2 separate regions of the Arabidopsis thaliana genome follow, and region 2 is linked to region 1. Evidence: chromatin contacts called from public capture Hi-C data. All regions are on one chromosome and are shown on one strand. The core of a region is the stretch at or near the end of the contact, and the rest is flanking DNA. Distances in the headings are between cores, read along the strand shown.

The links. Capture Hi-C pulls out chosen DNA fragments and counts their contacts.
Region 2: a contact with region 1 is called in a capture Hi-C map of shoot, with 6 times the contacts expected there. A contact is called at or near these places in 9 of 26 Hi-C or Micro-C datasets (cotyledon, leaf, rosette leaf and 4 more), 1 of 2 datasets of targeted methods (shoot) and 2 of 3 other capture datasets (seedling and shoot).

What each region holds. Positions count from the first base shown.
Region 1 is chr1:11,346,427-11,351,690 of TAIR10.1, forward strand. AT1G31710 (Copper amine oxidase family protein) reads left to right here and starts at 3,271. Exons shown (of 5, transcript NM_102906.4): 1 at 3,271-4,219. The coding sequence starts at 3,429. AT1G31690 (Copper amine oxidase family protein) reads left to right here. Exons shown (of 5, transcript NM_102904.3): 4 at 38-582; 5 at 1,134-1,519. The coding sequence ends at 1,341.
Region 2 is chr1:11,387,501-11,392,940 of TAIR10.1, forward strand. AT1G31780 (oligomeric golgi complex subunit) reads left to right here and starts at 3,699. Exons shown (of 9, transcript NM_102912.5): 1 at 3,699-4,263; 2 at 4,346-4,453; 3 at 4,558-4,625; 4 at 5,054-5,177; 5 at 5,285-5,431. The coding sequence starts at 3,841.

The sequences.
Region 1 (5,264 bases), core at 2,021-4,520:
TTAATTAGTTTTAATGTTACAACTTTGATGTGCGTAGGTCGGTTTAACCGGTGTTTTAGAAGTTAAACCTGTGGAATATGTTCACACATCAGAGATCAAAGAAGACGACATCTACGGGACAATTGTTGCTGACAACACCGTCGGAGTTAACCACGATCACTTCGTGACATTCCGTCTTGATCTTGATATAGATGGTACGGAAAATTCATTTGTTCGTACCGAACTCGTGACCAAGAGGACTCCAAAATCTGTTAACACACCGAGAAAAAGCTATTGGACAACAAAACGAAACACAGCAAAAACCGAGGCAGACGCTCGGGTGAAACTAGGCTTGAGAGCGGAGGAGTTGGTGGTCGTTAACCCTACCAAAAAAACTAAGCATGGCAATGAGGTTGGATACCGTCTACTTCCTGGGCCGGCTTCAAGCCCACTTCTTGTCCAAGATGACTACCCACAGATTCGGGCAGCATTCACCAACTACAACGTGTGGATCACACCGTATAACAAATCGGAGGTTTGGGCTAGCGGTTTGTACGCTGATCGGAGCCAAGGTGACGACACATTAGCCGTATGGTCCCAAAGGTATTTTACATCTCTACTAAAAATTGATTCTTAGTATCATTCGAATTATCGTAGTACCACATTTAATTTGAATCCTAATATAACTTTTTAATCAACGAATATATTCCAAGCCTAACTTCAAACACGAATTGAGAAAATAAAGGGTTGTATGTTTACGGGAAATGGGTAAAATTGAAATTAAATGATTAAAAAGTTTTACTATATTATCTTTTTAATTCGTAAAAAAAATTGTGCAAAACTAACCAATTAGTTTACTTCCTTTTTTTTTAAATGAAAATTTATATTTTTACGTATCTTTAAAGCACTTTGACGTAAGATTATATATAAAAAAAAATATAAAGAATTTTAAGGGATTAGTACAAGTAAAAGTATATATACATAGATCTGTCTCAAATATAGAAAAATGTAAAAACCTGAAATATTTTTGAAAACAATACAAATTTTATGAATAGGAGATGATCTTATTTGAAATTTTAGATATTATTTTATACTTATGAGACAAATTTCTGTGTATTATTATGGGACCAAAAATTATACAAATGAATGTGCAGAGATAGGGAAATAGAGAACAAAGATATAGTGATGTGGTACACCGTTGGATTCCACCATGTCCCATGCCAAGAAGATTTTCCGACGATGCCTACTATGTTTGGCGGCTTTGAACTTCGGCCAACCAACTTTTTCGAGCAAAATCCTGTTCTCAAGGCTAAACCTTTCAATCTCACCACCATTCCAAAGTGTACTACGAAGAACGAATAATAACCAGCTCATCATTCGATGAATGGCATTCATGATTTGATCTTTATGAGGAATTGTAAAGAGATTCCAAGAGATAATCATTATTCATGTGTATCCATAAAAATCAGATAATATGAATTAATAAAAGAAAGAAATTGATTTTTCGATCTTTTTCTTATAACTCATGAATGCTGGTTACGTTCGTTGTTCTTCATAATTTCAGAAGCATGATATATATATGAGAAAATTGACTAATAGGACTACACTTTTAAGTTTTGAACATAGAAATATTTGTGGTAATAAAAAGTAAAGCAAAATCAGTATCGTAATCTCTCTTGCGTTCATTTTCGACATGCACGTAATCAAATGTCCGCAAGTTATTTTATATAAAAGAAAAAACTAACAAAATTATACGGGCAAGTTCTATGTAAAGGCCACTCTTCGAAGATGTTCATACCTTACATGGACCCGAGTGGTGATTGGAATTTCATTACCTACCTTGATTGAAGCTGTGATTAGTCTGCATGTCCCCTTAGATTATTTAGCAAGTGCAGTTTTTAATGGATGGAAAATTTATTATAGGTCAAGAGCAATGTGGGATATAGGTTTTGACCCTTATGCATAATTCGGCCCAAACAAAGATTGGCTGAGTTAACATGCTACTTACACAGGAATTTGGCCCAACTTAACAACACTCGTGTCCAGCGGAAAAACAGTTTGACCCACAATCTTGGTTCGGTCCGAAGAGAAGGGCAAAAAGTAACCATGTAAAAGGAGACAAAATGAACCCTATGTTAAGCTCATAGCCTATATATAAGTAGCCAAAAATATTATTTGTAACAATATCAGACCATAAGTACCGAAAGAATTAAAGAGAGAATTGCTGCCTAGCCTAGACTATAGTTTTTTTTTTTTTTTCCGGTACTGCATGTTGTTTTGCTGATCGGTAGATTTTTTTTTTTTACTCTTTTCGGTTATTCAATTCCAACTTAAACCAGATCCCATTGAACAAACACAAGAGTAAACCGAAATCTCCAAAAAGGGATTATAACCCGGAATTGCACAAGAGGAAAAATATGGAATCACTATACTGTACATTTAACCTCCTCGGCTCTGGTCAACAAAATGAACCATATACCGGCCCAGTAGATTCGGCCCACACAGATACATGTTTTCATTTACTCCAAAGTTCAAAGGCAACCCGCACCAATACATATGTATTGATGCATTGTGCATGTATAATATCCCAAATTTTACTCCAAAGCAACATACATTTTGTCAAACATAAATCACTTCTATTATATTTGCATCAATAGAGCAAGACTTATAGTTTAGTAATTTGTATAGCAACGTCGTTTAGACACACGGAAATATCGAACTGGTAGCAAGAGAAGATATCATTTGAGATTTCGTAGATTATGTGTTAGGTAGGTAGGGTAAGACATAAGTCAAAGAACTACCATATCATATTATATGTGTAAGTTCGTGTAGTGAATTATGGCCCAAGTGAATTATTACATATAGCTATGCTTGTCCAGAGAAAATTAAAACAGTATATAACATGGGTCTACATGTCCAAAGAAAATTATTACTGTATATAATATGGCTCTTTTCTCCATAACAAACTATTACAGATTAAACTATATCACCATACGTTATATCCCTCTGATACTAATAGTTTGATGTTTTGTGGTTTTCACACATATTAAGAATTCAATCATTGTTTAATCAATTTAACTTTGTTTTTCATGTTAAATATTTTTAGTAATTATCAACCAGTAGTTGTGTAAGAAAGTTCATGATTTCTAATAATTGTATCTTGAAGTTTACAATTTACAAATATAAATCAATAAAAATAAAGAAAAATAGAAGAAAATCAATCTTTGTAGAACAAAGGAAATATAAATATTAGTTTCCTAATTATTCTTTTCGTCGAATGGTTTAATAGAGGTCGCTTCTTTGATTTCTACTTAAACGTCTATTTCTCACGTGCAAAAAGAATATATATTAATTTAATACCATCAAGGCATTTTTTTGCCTATAAAAATTTGAAGTTAAACATAAACCAAATCCATTAAAGCAAACAATAATACCTCACAAAGAACAATATGGCTCCACTTCACTTCACCATTCTCATCCTTTTCTCTTTCGTTATCGTAGTCTCATCCTCAAGCTTTACTCCACCGCGTCACCCATTTGATCCCTTAACCGAGACCGAACTCAAACTCGTCCGAACCATCATCAACAAGTCGTACCCCGTTGGTCCGAATCATAAGTTCACTTTCCAATACGTTGGTCTCAACGAACCCAACAAGTCTCTAGTCTTGTCTTGGTACTCATCACCGAATCATACCATCAAACCACCACCACGCCAAGCGTTCGTCATTGCTCGAGACAACGGAAAGACCAGAGAGATAGTCCTTGACTTTTCCTCTCGTGCCATCGTCTCGGACAAAATTCACGTAGGAAATGGTTACCCTATGCTCTCAAACGACGAGCAAGAAGCATCCACCGAGCTTGTTGTCAAGTTCAAGCCGTTTATTGACTCGGTCGCGAAACGTGGCTTAAACGTTTCGGAGATCGTGTTCACGACGTCAACGATTGGATGGTACGGTGAGACTAAGGCCGAGGCGGAGCGAGTTATTAGATTGATGCCGTTTTATCTTGACGGCACCGTTAATATGTATCTTAGACCTATTGAAGGAATGACGATAATCGTTAATCTTGATGAGATGAAGGTATCGGAGTTTAAGGACAGGTCAGTGGTTACTATGCCCATAGCTAACGGAACGGAGTACCGTATCTCGAAGCTTAACCCACCCTTTGGACCGACGCTTCATAACGCCGTCCTTTTGCAGCCGGATGGTCCGGGCTTCAAGGTCGATGGACACATCGTGAGGTAAATGATTAACAAACCCAAAAAATGACTAATATTTATGGCTATATCTCTTCCTTTGGCTCCATACGAATTATAGATCAGATTTTGCAGACAACATGCTATGCATGCTATATATGGAAATTATATTTTTAAAGTTTATCAGTGGCAAATAGCCAAATGGCATTTTTTCCTTTGGCTCCTTACGCATTATAGATCAGATTTTGCAGACAGCAATTATGCATGCTATATATAGAAATTATATTTTAAAAGTTTGTCAGTGCAAATGGCCGAATAGTAGTAACAGTGGTTTGTGTCTTTGTGAGGTAAAATGATTAACAATTATAGGTTGCTAAAGTAATGATTTGCTATGGATTTCTTATTGAATCATGAATCAAGGTTTAACATGCTTATATAGAGAGAGATAGAACTAAAGAATTGGAAAAGATAATGATAATGGAAACTAAACATATCTCTCATATTATGAGAATATTCTAAACCGCCGAATATAGGTCTCTCTGTCTCTCTATTTTCTATTAGCTCCATACGCCTGATATATGTAGATCAAATTTTGCTAAATCTGATAATTAAATCTATAAACTGTGTCGGTGTAAATAGTTCTCAAAACCTGATATATTTTCTTTTTTGCTGTTTTACGAAAATATTCTCTCAAGTGAAAGAAATCTCAAAAGTCGTCCTCACCAACCCACTTTTATTCAGCCTATACATTTCTTGAGTTTAGTCTATCCAGGACACATATGGGATGGATATCTTAAATTTCAAGAATTAGGAGAAACAATTACCTGGATCTGGATTAATTAATTTAATATACTCTCAACTTTTGAAATAAAGTTTATGTTTGGTGATAGTTTAAAGTATCACTGTACTTATAACTAGATAAGGCCCGCCTATTTAGGCGGGTGTATCCGAAATTTTCAAATATTCGAATGGGTCTAAACTTGAAAACCCGAAAAACTCGAACCCGAACCCGAATAGGTATCCAAACATATCTCAAATATAAGTATAAGTATAACTAATATATACTTATACATAGAAAATATTAGGATTT
Region 2 (5,440 bases), core at 2,449-4,948, 42 kb after region 1:
TCTAGACATCTATATAGAATTTAGTGTATAGCAAATCATATTATCTACATTAATTCAACCCCATAGGTATATCATCGTAGTGAGCTAGAATATGATATGAATGGAAGTTAAAGCACGCATTCCTATTTACTATGTTTATTATCATGTGTCACCTATCTTGTTCATACTTTATAGCCTTACGACTTTGAAGCGTCGAGATAATTACAAAATATTCCAAGTTTCTATATTTTCATTTACTTTATATCATTGTTTTAAGAGAGTTAATTACAAATTGAACAATGATCCAACCCACCAATCCTAACAGAGAAGATAACCCTTAGACTAAAACTATTTTGGAGAAAATAAAAATAAAGTTTAGGATTGATTTCATAAGTAGACTAGTTTTAATTAATTACAAAAAGTGGAATTAAAATTCTGTAAAGATATTAAATTAAATTTGAATAAATTAACAAACAATAATATAAAATACTTTCGAATATCAACCTGAATCAGTTTACAAATGATCAAACTTCGTAATATGTCTATATAAAATCTAATGTAAATATAGAGTCTCATTAATATCATAAATAAGAAATTGTATAAACTTTCAGAAATATAACTAAATAAAATGGTTGGTATTTCGTATAATCATTGATACTATGGCTGCAAATCAGCAAATGTGAAATTTGTGACTGCAAACAAAAGTTGATTATATATTGGACGTGATGACTTTTAAAAAATTATGTATTACCTAAAACTCTGTTCCTCATTACTCTCATATTCTATTAAACCTACTCAACTGATTTTTTTATTAATATCCAAAGAAATCAACAACTCATATAAACCAACTATACCAGATTCGTATTCATCGTGACATTGTAAAACAGCTTTTGTTTTTGTTTTTGTTTTGTGGGAAAGGTATATGAAATTAATCTACCGGACAAAGCGTGAGAGACCGATCAATGTGTCTTTGTTTGTCCTTTTTTTCACTAGCAACCCATTGTTGGAAAATCAATCGCACGTGATTGTTCCTTTACTATCATGCTACACCAAAAAGTTACATTTATTTTTCAAGGATTTGATATGTTTATTTGTCAAACAGAAAAACTCATGCTATCATTCTACTCAGGACACGCAAAATATGATTTATACGTCCACCAAAACCTGGACTTAAAGAGTATATATTATGGAGTGTGGACACTTCTTTGTGAATTTGATCAAGAGTAACTCAAAATAAATATGACCAAATGAGTTAATCAGAAAATTAATCAAGATTTTGAGTTTTCATGTTTTCTGTATATTTTAATTAGTGTGGCTATATGTGATCAATGTTGGATTGTTTCCTTATTTCTACTTTTCCATTTTTTGTAAGAATTCATAATACAATTTTCTTGTGCTAAGCATCTTTATACTCAATTTTTTTTTTATAAATATACTCTCGAATAAAGAAGATTACGTTCATGTTTATGGTCAAATCACTAGTATACCTTTTGGTTCTTTTGCTGATTTTATTCGATTTTTTTTAGTTAAATATTTTATTTCCACTCTTTGTGTCAAGGGTATCTGTATATTTTAATATATAATTTGTTGAGTTTTTCTTAGTTAATAGATTTAACCTTTCAAAAACATATATAGCCAGCCCAATTTTTTTAATTTTTCTTTTTTCACATACATCGTATTTCTGAAAGTCCTAAACTTATGTTCTTTTGACGTAATTTGTTCTTAAAAAAATAGAATATTTGATTTAGTTAATGCATCCGATTTCAGACAAACCTATTTAAAACAAAAACAACCTAAAGTCCCATAACATTCAATACTCATGGTGCACAATAGAATCGAATATAATTCCACGAATAGAAAAACGGCGGGTAGTTAATACTAGCTACTATAGTAAAAAGTCATTACTACAAAAATATGTGTTCAATGATTTAGTTACCCAAACAATTCTTTTTGTGAGTGGAGGAAAGTATTGATACAATTTTTGATATCATTGTGAGGTTGACCATCTTAACATATCATATCATTGTGGAAGTGCTATACACACACACATATACTAATAATTAATATATATGAAAAGTATATATGTTCGGTTTTCGACTAGGATTTACAAGTAAAACTTATCACTTCAATTTATAGATATCTGTTTTTTTTGTTTAATCTTATGGTAACAAGAAGATCTCAAGAAAATTTTTGAAACTTGTTGTCGCCCGTAAGAAATTGAATTTTTATCACATAAGACCTAGCTAACCATAATTAAAAGTGTGCAATAGGAAATTTTGAATTTTGTTTCCCCAACTCCCTTTTTAACCACTAAATTACTGTGAGTTGATTGTTTTCCTTTTCCTATTGTTGATTCTATTGAACTATATTTAGCTTCCAACTAGACAAACCAAGTTACCCCTAATAAAGATATAGGGTTAAACCCAAAATAAAGATATATATGATAATCATAAAAAAAAAAAAGATATATATGATGGTATTAATAAAAAGTCATCAGCATGCAAAACCTTAGTCATATAGTTTCAAATCAGATTACACATTTTTAACAAATCCTTTGTAGTAAATGCTGTATATATTTACAGTGATCGATCCTTGTCGTGATCATGAATGCGACATTGATGCCATTAATATATATACTCTCTAAAATCTTTTTTGATTTGTCTAGCAAAATTCTTTTTGATAATTAAATGCCTAATTAGTCATATAACTAGTTCATAGGCGTGTGTGTTTTCGAGGATATTAGACCATCCTGGTCGGGCCCGTAAACCCACTTGGGAGTATTTATAGCGCTAATCATTGTTTGTCTTAATCATCATCTTGTGATGTAGCTAGCACAACTCGTCCACCATTGTTTTTTTCCCTTTTTCCTTTTTCGATTAATTATTTCGTTGCACTCTTACACAATCCTTAATAACTTTGCACCGCCCATTATTAACAAAAACTAATTATAAAGCATTTGGTTTGATCAAACGTAATGCTTATTTATAGGTAAGATGGTTTATGTTTAAGTATTCAAGGCTTTCAAGCCATAGTATAGTGTCTTTAAGTTGTAAAATTAGTAGATTCATTTTTTGTTACCAACGAAGTTAATTATGGAACTTTTTTTGGGTGTAAATGAGCTTTATCTACTAATACAAATGATTGCGTGTAAGATATGGACTGATAAAATTCAACTAGTTATAACATGATAGTTTGGCTGTAGAATCATGATTTTGCTTGAAAATAGTAGAAACCCGACTTTACGTATCACTAATGTTTTGCTTTTGAATCACATCATAACATTTTGAGGTTTTCCATCCGAACCACAAATTCATATTATGCCTCAAACTGGAAAAATCGTAAATTAACGTTAGAAAACCACTAATATATGATCTTATGTAGAGTTCAAAAGTTTGCATTGAAATCAATATTTGACGTTACAATGTCTGCGTCAGAGTATAGCAGAACCACGACTTGGCATAATTTTGGAATAAAGATTTGACGAAAACATTGTAAGGTCACAATCACATCGGAATCACAATATCGAGATTTGTCATATAATTTAAGAATAAATTATTTAACACATTTTGTGTTTATATATATTGAAACAGTATATGTATATAGCCAATGTGGAATTATGTCTGTCTCATTTGGTGAAAAAAAATTGCTGCCTCATTTGATGTCATCTATAATGGGCCATTATAAGAGGCCCATAAATAAAATATAATCTGGGCCTGACTTACTGAGTTTTTGACCCATAGAATCATTTGAGATCCGACCGTTCTGCAGGAGGAAGAAGATCATCAGAGATCGAAGAAGAAGAAGAAGAAGGCAATGCTCGAAGATCGTTTGTAGAAGAAAACCAAACGAAGCAGAGTAACAATGGCTTCGACGGTGGGATTAGCACCGGGGCTCTCCCGGAAATTGAAGAAGGTATTGGATTGTCGTACAGATAGTCCGGATCTGGTGGCGTCGCTTAACGCTTTATCCTCATTCTACGACGAGAACAGTGCTCACGCACGGAGAAATCTCAGATCGACGATCGAGAAACGAGCGCTTCAGATCAACAGTGAGTTCCTTAACGCGGCTGATTCGACTCAGATCGCATTGGATCGCGTGGAGGAGGAAGTGAATGCTTTAGCTGATTGTTGCGATAAGATTGCGGCGGCGCTAAGTAGTTCCGCGGCTACCACTAGCGATATTATTAGTACTACTGAGAGGCTAAAGCAAGAGCTTGAGGTTACTACTCAGAGGCAAGAGATCGTTAACTGTTTTCTTCGTGATTACCAGCTTTCGAATGAAGAGGTGAGTGTAATCATTAACTTAATGGTGATCAGATCTCTGGAATATGAAAATGAGTGTTGATTGTTTGATGCAATTTTGGCAGATTAAAGCGCTTAGGGAAGATGAATTGAATGAGAATTTCTTCCAAGCGTTGTCTCATGTTCAGGAAATTCATTCCAATTGCAAATTACTTCTTAGGACGCATCATCAGGTGAGATTTGCTATATTTTCACTGTGTTTTGCGAATTGTGTTTATTTTTTTGTGCAAAGTGGATTGGTGTGGTTAGTATTTGAGTGTATGGGACTTGTATACAGCGTGCGGGTTTGGAATTGATGGATATGATGGCTGTGTATCAAGAAGGAGCATATGAGCGCCTTTGCAGGTACATATCTGCTTGTTTTTTAGAAGACTTGTTAGTAGAAATTTAGAGTTTGGGTTTAGCATGACCTCCGTATTGATAATTGGTGTATCCTGAACTTCTCTGCAATGTCTCTTTACAAATCCGTTTCTTTCCAAGAAGGCTTGTTGGTAGAAACTTAGTGTTGGATTTAACATGAATTCCTCATTGCTAATTTGGAACCTAGATAGTTTGGGTGAATGTAAACTGTTTTTCATGGTTTGTACTTGTAGGACGATTATTTGTTTTCAAAAAGGGTCACCTTTTCTAAATTCGTTTAGGGCGAACGAGAAAACTCAGTACTGGCTGTTAAAGCAGAATGTTCATTATTATTGCCTTTGTTTTTGCCGTGAGCCTAGAGTTCATAGAAGTTCGAGGTATCAATTGTAACCAAAGAACCTTGAATTTTCTAGGTGGGTTCAGGCTGAGTGTAGGAAACTCGGTGATACGGATAATCCAGAGGTGAGTGAGCTTTTGAGGACTGCTGTTCGTTGTCTCAAAGAAAGACCCGTTCTCTTCAAATATTGTGCAGAGGAGGTTAGTCTTTTGGCGTCACTGAAGTTTAATTCTCTGTGAAACTGCTACGATACAGCTATATGGGGCATGTTTGTCGAGCTCCTTATGAACTATGTCAAATCATTCAGGTAGGGAATCTGAGGCACAATGCGTTATTTAGAAGATTTATTAGCGCTCTTACACGTGGAGGGCCTGGAGGAATGCCTAGACCCATTGAAGTTCATGCCCATGACCCCTTAAGATACGTGGGAGACATGCTTGGGTGGCTACATCAGGTTTGTGAC